Regions from separate parts of the Mus musculus genome. Here region 1 is linked to region 2. The links are chromatin contacts, called in public HiChIP or PLAC-seq maps. All regions are on one chromosome and are shown on one strand. Each heading gives the region's core, a stretch centred on a gene start, on an enhancer-like site or on the middle of the called end of the contact. The rest is flanking DNA. Distances are from core to core; before and after follow the strand shown.

Evidence for each region. HiChIP or PLAC-seq counts read pairs in DNA pulled down with a chosen protein or histone mark.
Region 1: a contact with region 2 is called in an H3K4me3 HiChIP or PLAC-seq map of the SCID.adh cell line, with 11 read pairs. The contact joins the enhancer-like site here to the promoter of Clint1 in region 2. A contact is called at or near these places in 3 of 39 promoter capture datasets (liver and stem cell-derived epiblast-like cells), 3 of 115 datasets of contacts at active chromatin or transcription factors (the SCID.adh cell line and embryonic stem cells) and 3 of 9 other capture datasets (adipose tissue, liver and pancreatic islet).

What each region holds. Positions count from the first base shown.
Region 1 is chr11:45,925,440-45,929,086 of GRCm38.p6, forward strand. Lsm11 (U7 snRNP-specific Sm-like protein LSM11) reads right to left here. Exons shown (of 4, transcript NM_028185.2): 4 at 2,830-3,647. Among named protein-coding and RNA genes, the nearest start is that of Lsm11, 18 kb to the right of the region's middle. Within about 2 kb of position 1,307, at least 112 of the 459 cell types and tissues checked have an H3K27ac peak or open chromatin away from gene starts, as enhancers often do. A contact at or near this core is called in the SCID.adh cell line, adipose tissue and liver, where this site is marked.
Region 2 is chr11:45,850,212-45,853,809 of GRCm38.p6, forward strand. Clint1 (clathrin interactor 1) reads left to right here and starts at 1,758. Exons shown (of 12, transcript NM_001045520.4): 1 at 1,758-1,981. The coding sequence starts at 1,941.

The DNA.
Region 1 (3,647 bases), core at 57-2,556, 75 kb after region 2:
CTGAGTGTGTGTTGAGGGTGGGGGCACATTGGGCCATGCAGTCACAGGAAAGATGATGTAAGCACTTGCTTGGATTTCTGACAGTGATGATAACTGGTGACAAGCCATCCTGGTGACCAGTTAGCTAATGTGTGAGCTGCTGCTTGCTGCCACCGGCGTGTACTTTCCACGTGACTCTAATTGGCCCACACAGGAGTGAATCTGTGACCCTTCCCTCATTAGCCACATGCTCAGACCAGCTGAGCTAGCTCTCACTGGGTCACTGGGGTCTCGTGTAGGAAATTACCATTCCAGTGCCCCATGGCCCTTTTGTAACCCCAACTAATGAATGTCCCATGGAGCCTAATGTCCTTCCTGGGGAAGCACGGGGCTCTACTCGCAGCATATGTGATCTTCTGAAGGTTTAACCCAGGAAGAGCCAATTGAGGGAGCACAGAGAATTTGGGGGAGCCAAGGAACACATGCATGCTGAGAGAAAGGAGGCCACGGTGCCAGTGTGGTGGATCTGGTCTCAAGGTAAAAAATGTAGAAAACTACAGAACATCACACAGCAAGTTCAAGTGTAAAGGGCACCAAGGGTGTGCTCTGTCGGCTTAGCAGGATACATCACCAACGCTTTAAGATTGATTTTTATTTATGTGTAAGAGTCTGTGTCGGCCATCGGATGCTCTGCAGCTGGAGGTAAAGATGCTTGTGAGGCACCGACACGGTTGCTGGGATCTAAGCTCTGTCCTCTGAGGGCCTGTAAGCACCTTAACCACTGAGCCATCTCTCCAGCCCCAACTGCCAGCTTTTAAAGATGAAAATGGTGTGTGCCTATTTTAGAGATGAGGAAACTGAAGTGATTCCTGAGAGCCAAAGACCCTCGCAGGAAATAAGTTCACTATGAAATACAGAGGATGGAGCTTTGCTGTAGCAGGCTGCCTCACTACAGGCCGGGAGCAATGGGCTAATCACAGGCAGGAACCTCCAAAATTAGGGGTAGGATAAACCTTTCTCTTTACAAGATATATATAAGCATTGATACCCGAAACCCCCGATCCCGTTGCTTGGCTGTTCCAATCTAACACAACAGGTTTCCTCTGTTCATTATAAATGCCCGTCTGACTCATGAACATGTCTGCATCCAGTTCTGGAGTGGTCACTCCACTCAGTAGCAACCATTGCCACACCTGGGCTTTCACAGGGCGCTGCAGACTGTATCTATCATTTCAATTGTTTCTGTATTGTTTCAATTGCGGGAGAAACAAGGGATTCCGTACAGCAGTGCAGGCACAGTCTCCTGCCAGCAGGGGGAGATAGTGACCGACACCCTGAAGTAAGGGATACTGGGAAACACTTCTCATTCTTTTCTAAGGTCATTTCCCTCCCTGACTGACAGCAGCTGCGCTGGCTGAGCTTAAGAATACAATCCACGACAACCCACATTGCCATGGGGTGGGTCGCAGCTGATTTTTTCCCTTGATGTCAAAGCTTCTACATATTTAAGTATGGATCGCTGCCTGAGACATGGGTCCTTCCAAGAGCTAGCGAAGCAGTTTTCTTTAACCCACTGCCACCTAGTGGCAACTGAGCAGACTGAGAAAGATACTTAGTTCTATCCAAGACTAGCCGGCAAGGATTCCACCCCCCCCTCCCCCCAGTTCTTTCTTATCCTACTCAGGAAAACCAAGGTAAAGATAGATATATTTACTTATGGGTTTTCCATACCCTGGATAATGAGGTATGAAACAAGGGAATCGTGGGCCTTGCCTCGTCCTCCCCTTTTGTGGTGGTTAGGCATTTACAAATGCAGTTGAGCCCAGGTTAACCTAGGTCTATTAGAACATGCCAAGTTAATGTGAGAAAGAATCAGGAGAGAAAGACAGAGAGACTGGGGGGGGGGGGAAGAAAGCGAGAGTGAGCCAGGGGTTTGCCCAGGCTAGACAAGCACTCTACCACCAAGCTATACTGTCCTTAGAGCTTTAGAGATTGGATCTAGCTATGTAGCCTAGGCTAGCTTCCGATTCCTGACTCTCTCCAGTGTGCTGAGATGGCAGATGCATGCCATGTCCAAACCAGAGTGACTTGCTTATTTGTCTGTCCTACTGGGTACCGAGAAAGCTCACAGGAGAGATTAAGTCACCGACGTGGCAAGCCCTCAGGCCACCCAGCTTGCTTTCATGCAGAGGGAAGCTGTGACTCGTTCACAGATATCTGGAAGCCTCTAAGGATAAGAATTAATGGTGACTTCACCAGATCATGAGGAGAATGGACTAATGCCAGTGAAGGCCAGGCAGAAGAAGTCCATAGGGCGATTAGTGCAGCTCAGAGTTGGGAGAACTCAAATTTAGGAGAACAAAGGTGCCTGGAGGATGGGACTCCAGAGATGTGCTTTGGTATCAAAAAGGCCCAAGATCACAACAGCAGGACTGCAATTAGCTAAAGCTTGTTTATTTATTTATGTGTCTGTGTGTGTGTGTGAGCACACACATTTGTGTGCATTTATGTCCATGCTTAGGGCACTAGATGTTCTCCTTCACCCTCCCCCTTTGATTTGAAGTGGGGTCACATCCCTGAGCCTGGCTAGAAGCCAGTAAGCGCCCTCGTCTCTGCTGCCCACCATGGTTTACACCTGGGGTTACAGGAATTGTGGGATGCCTGACTTGCTACCTGGTGCATGGATCTGAACTCCAATCCTTAGAACGGTGTAGCTCTTAGCTGTTGAGCCATTTCTCCAGCCCCTGCTTGTAATAATTTCACTTTCTAGATGTGTGTCTTCTCTTGGTAATAGACCCGAAATTTCTCCAGGATTCTCCCCAAGTTAGCAGAGACCAAGCAGCAAGCAAATGGATACAATCATCTTTATTACAGTTTCCAGACTCCCATTTGACACATATTAAAAGCAGAACATTGCAAAGGTTACTAGCAGCAGGCCCCTTCAACAAGAAGGGTCTCCGTTAACTTAACAAGATGAGGTCGGTCGGGGGTCCTTACGTCAGTCGCTGTATGAGCACTCCTGGACATCTCATCCAGCTTCAGCCATGTCCACAAAGCCATCACCAAGTCACGGTGCAGAGGGGACATGGTGGCCAGACTCTTTACATGCCCACTGAATAAGCAAATTACTTTTGGTTGCTGTCATTTTAGCTTTGTTTTTTTGTTTGTTTGGTTGGTTTGGTTTTTTTTTTTTTTTTTGAGACGCTTTCCCTCTGCAGCTTAGACTGGCCTGGAACTCACAGGGATCCTCCTGCCTCAGTCTCCTAAGGACTGGGTTTACAGGTGTGAGTGTTTTAGGGCATGGCTCACTGTCTTGCTTTCCTGCCAGGAAGACAAAAGAAGGGGCCGGGCTCCCTGCTCTAAAATCAGGCAGTCAATCGCCTACCCCTAGGAGTTCCCAGACGTTTCCTCAGAGTTGTGAAAATACAGCATCAGGCATTTGCTCCCAAGGACTCACAATCAAGTGATTGCAATGTGCCAGGAACCAAACTCCCAGCTTTCCCCGGGATGCCCGTGTTTGCAGCCGGTGTTCTCAGGAAGCCTGGACACGGCTGCTTAAAGACCCCAAGGGTTCCAGGTGTGCTGAGTTGTCTTGCCCCTGATCTTTGGACCACCCATGTTGTTTCGTGACAGAGGGCTTTCACTTTTATTAGGACCGTGCAAGAGAA
Region 2 (3,598 bases), core at 508-3,007:
TTCATTCTGCAGGTGTCCTCATGACTGGCCTGTCTGAAAGTTAACTTGTTGAGCTCTTATTGATGCAAAGCAGTTTCTCTTATCTGCCCTGGCCGCATTCCTGCCTTTGAACCTTGGGCTGGACAATACTTTCAAGAGGAAAATTACACTTTTTTTTTTTTTTTTGAAAGCTCTGGTTCTCCAATTACCTCTGCACCCCTTTGCCTCCTTTCCCAACCTATGGCTCCAACTGACTTAGCTTGATCTCTAGAGCCCCTATCTTAAGGAATATGTGAGTCAGCTTTGTTTTGGTTTCTGCACTCTGAGGTTCTCAGTTTTGTTTGCTTCTTTTTCGGGACCATACTGGAGTGCTTTCAAAGCTGCTTCCAATAACCAAGTAAATGCAAACTGACGTCTTGACTAAAGGATCTGGAATAAGAGGGCCTGGGTCTTGGCTATTTACAGCCACTGTTTGCCCTTCGTTGTGAATCTTACTTGTCTTGTGTTCCCTCCCCCAATCATTCTTTTCTTGATCTTCTTAGGGCCAGTTCCTTTGTATTGTTCCAGTTTTAGCATACATTCAATCTCCTCAAAGAGCCCTGAATATTCTGCTGTTTTTCCTCTGACATTGTTGTCTGTAACATTATGTTCTTGGTTTTGACAAGCACTTATTCTCTCTAATTAAATATTTTCTTGATTGTTATGTCCCTCCTCCAGTGACCTTTAAGCTCCCAGGGAACTTGAGCCCCAGCTGTAGTCCTCGCTTGTAACACCCTGAAGATGCTCAGTAAATAGTGGCAGAATTATTTTTTAATTAAAAAAATGTATATGTATAAATACATATATATTTACATATATAACTTTATTTTAACATTTAAGTAATTTTTATTTTATTTCTTTACAAATAAATAACATTTAATTAAAGGTTTTAATTATAACTTAAAAATTAAGGTCTTATTGTGTAACCCTGGCTGACCTGGAACTTCTGATGTAAACTAGACTGTCCTCAAACGCATTGAGATTCGCCTGCCTCTGCCTTCTGAGTGCTAGGATTAAAGCAGTCTGCAACCAGGGCAGGTAAAACTTATAAAAATTAAGGAATTGCCTAAAACAAAATGTAGTATTACTTCAAGTTTTATCACAAGTTTTGACTGACATATTAAGTGAAAAACCTGATCAGTGGAAATTACTTTAGCAGATCTCAAAAATTATGTATGCTTTTAGAAACCAAAGCCACAGAGTTCTTGGGTATATCACATAAAACACATATAGGTATGCTGTGTATGAGTACTGGTGGCTTTCTGGTTTCCCAACTAATGTGAACTAAGTTTCTGAGGCTTGTTACAAACTATCTTAACGAGGGTACTAGGTAGCTGTCTACAGATAAAATCATTGTATCATAAAACTAGAGTGGGGAAGGATTTAGAATAAAATTCTACACTGGTCAGGGCTGGAATCCCAGGTTCAGTGATGTATAGACGCCTATATGTTTGGAAGCAAATGCAGAAACACGTGCGTAGATGAAGAACACGCACGCCAATCACACTCTGTAATCGTGCTTAGCATCAATGTGTACATCTGAAGAAGGTGAGCGCGAGTAAGTCTTGCAACTGTTGTGATGGCAATCACGCGGAGGCTGTGTCAGAGGTCCCCAAACCGCAGCGATCTCAGCCCTCTCACGCTCCGGGGGCGCAGGGCGCGGACTACAATTCCCGGCGTGCGGCGCGCGGCGCGGGCGGAAAGCCGGCCACTTCCGCCCCACGCAGCGCCGGTGCGGCCGCGTCTCGACGTGTCACTGGCGGCGCCGTGGCTGTGGCCGGGAGAAGGAGCTCCGGCTAGGGAGAGTTCGCGGCGGTGGGTGGCGGCGGCGACCCGGACCTGGACCAGCCCCGGCGCGGAGGCGTCCCGGGGTCCGTGGAGAGTGGCGGCGGGCGGCGGCGGGCCGGGCCGCGCGGGGCGCGATGCTGAACATGTGGAAGGTGCGGGAGCTGGTGGACAAAGCGTGAGTATCGGGGGGCAGTTGCGGCCGGCCCCGCGGCGGGGGCGGGGAGCGTGCGCACGGTGGTCCAGCGCGCGGGGACACGCGGCACGCCCCCCCGCCCTGCGGCCTGGTGAAGGCGGCGGCCGCGGCGGGCCTGGGCCTCGGTCTCCGAGCCTCTGGCGGCTCAAAACCCCCCTCCCTGCTCCGGTCTCTGCTCCCCGGGACGTCCTCACCGCGCCCCTACCCCGCGCCGGGCAGACAGATGCTTTGATCGTCGTACCCAGCTTGGAGTTTGGCCTCCTGGACACCAGGCCCGGCTTGGGGGCGAGGGGACGCGTGCTCCCGTCCCCGGTAACCCCCGTGGTGTAATTCGGAGACACCTTAGGCCTGGCCTGGTATGCCCTTTACCTTGGTAGACACCTTTGAATTTCTAGTGAACCTGCAGTGGAGTGAGTGGGAGGTGTAACAAGTGGTCACTGTGGACAGGCTGGAGTTGCTCAAGAGGAGACTCGCCCTTCGGGTTTGTCACACTAAGTGAAAGCAGATGACCAGACAACTTTCCGTGACTGTTTTCCTCTAACTTTACCACTACACTTCCTTTTGGGGTGGGCAATCATGTAAATAAAAATTACTCTAAAGGGTGAAGGAAAAGAAAAAAAGCCCAGTTTATATCCTGTTGACCTGTTTTTAACTCCTTTCAGAGTAAAATAACTCAGTGCTTTTAGTATACTCAGAAACCCTTAGCACTTTAAGTTGAGCATATCGAAAATAACAGTAGGTCTTTTAGGTCACCAGGAAATAAGACTTTAAATATTTAACCAGCCCTCTTCCTTTTTGGGTTTTTGTGATTATGCAATAAGTGTGGTAAAGAAACAGTTCTTTTGAACCACCCACCTAACCTGAAACCAGGAAGTATAGAAGCTCTTTTTGACCCCAGAAAACAACATTCTTTAAAGCAACTTGTCTGACGCTTCTGATGGTGCTTTGCTACCAAGGAAGTGCTTAAGGAGTACCGTTTTCAGAACCGAAAGAGCTAAGTTCTTAACTTTGTAGAATTCCCGTCTTCTCCAGTTCAGGATGAAGATCATTGCGGCCCTCTTAGTCCATGAGGGTGAAGAGCCAGGGGCTTCCGTTTCCTTAGGATGATTTGTGATACAACACGTTCCTGTCTGTGCTTCTGAAGAGAACAATTTTCCCACTGACTTTGGAGGAAGAGAAACCTCACTGAGAAGCTGCGAGTCTGAAAAGATTTTGCTTTGGTGGTTTTAGTATTCAGTTTTCCCATTAAGTGTGCAGACATTTAGCTGGGACCATTTCATTACTTGTAAGCTCTGTTTTTTTGCCAAAGAGAAAAGTCATTTCTTTTACAGATCCATGGCTGTTTTCAGTGTATCATATGAGGAAGAGAATACCAGCTTAGTGTAAAAGTTGAAAGAGGTCTTAACAAAACTGCCACACCTCTGATTCCAAGACTGAATAGCTGAAGAAAATTACTAAGAAACCCACCCCCAGCTCACCCCCTACCAAGTGTGCGATACTGCAGTCTGAAGGGACAGTGAAACCAGCCTGCTGTCTTTTCTTGGTTTTGCTCAATGTGGATTATAGCCTTGAGCCAATTTACTCAAGGATGTGTAAGAC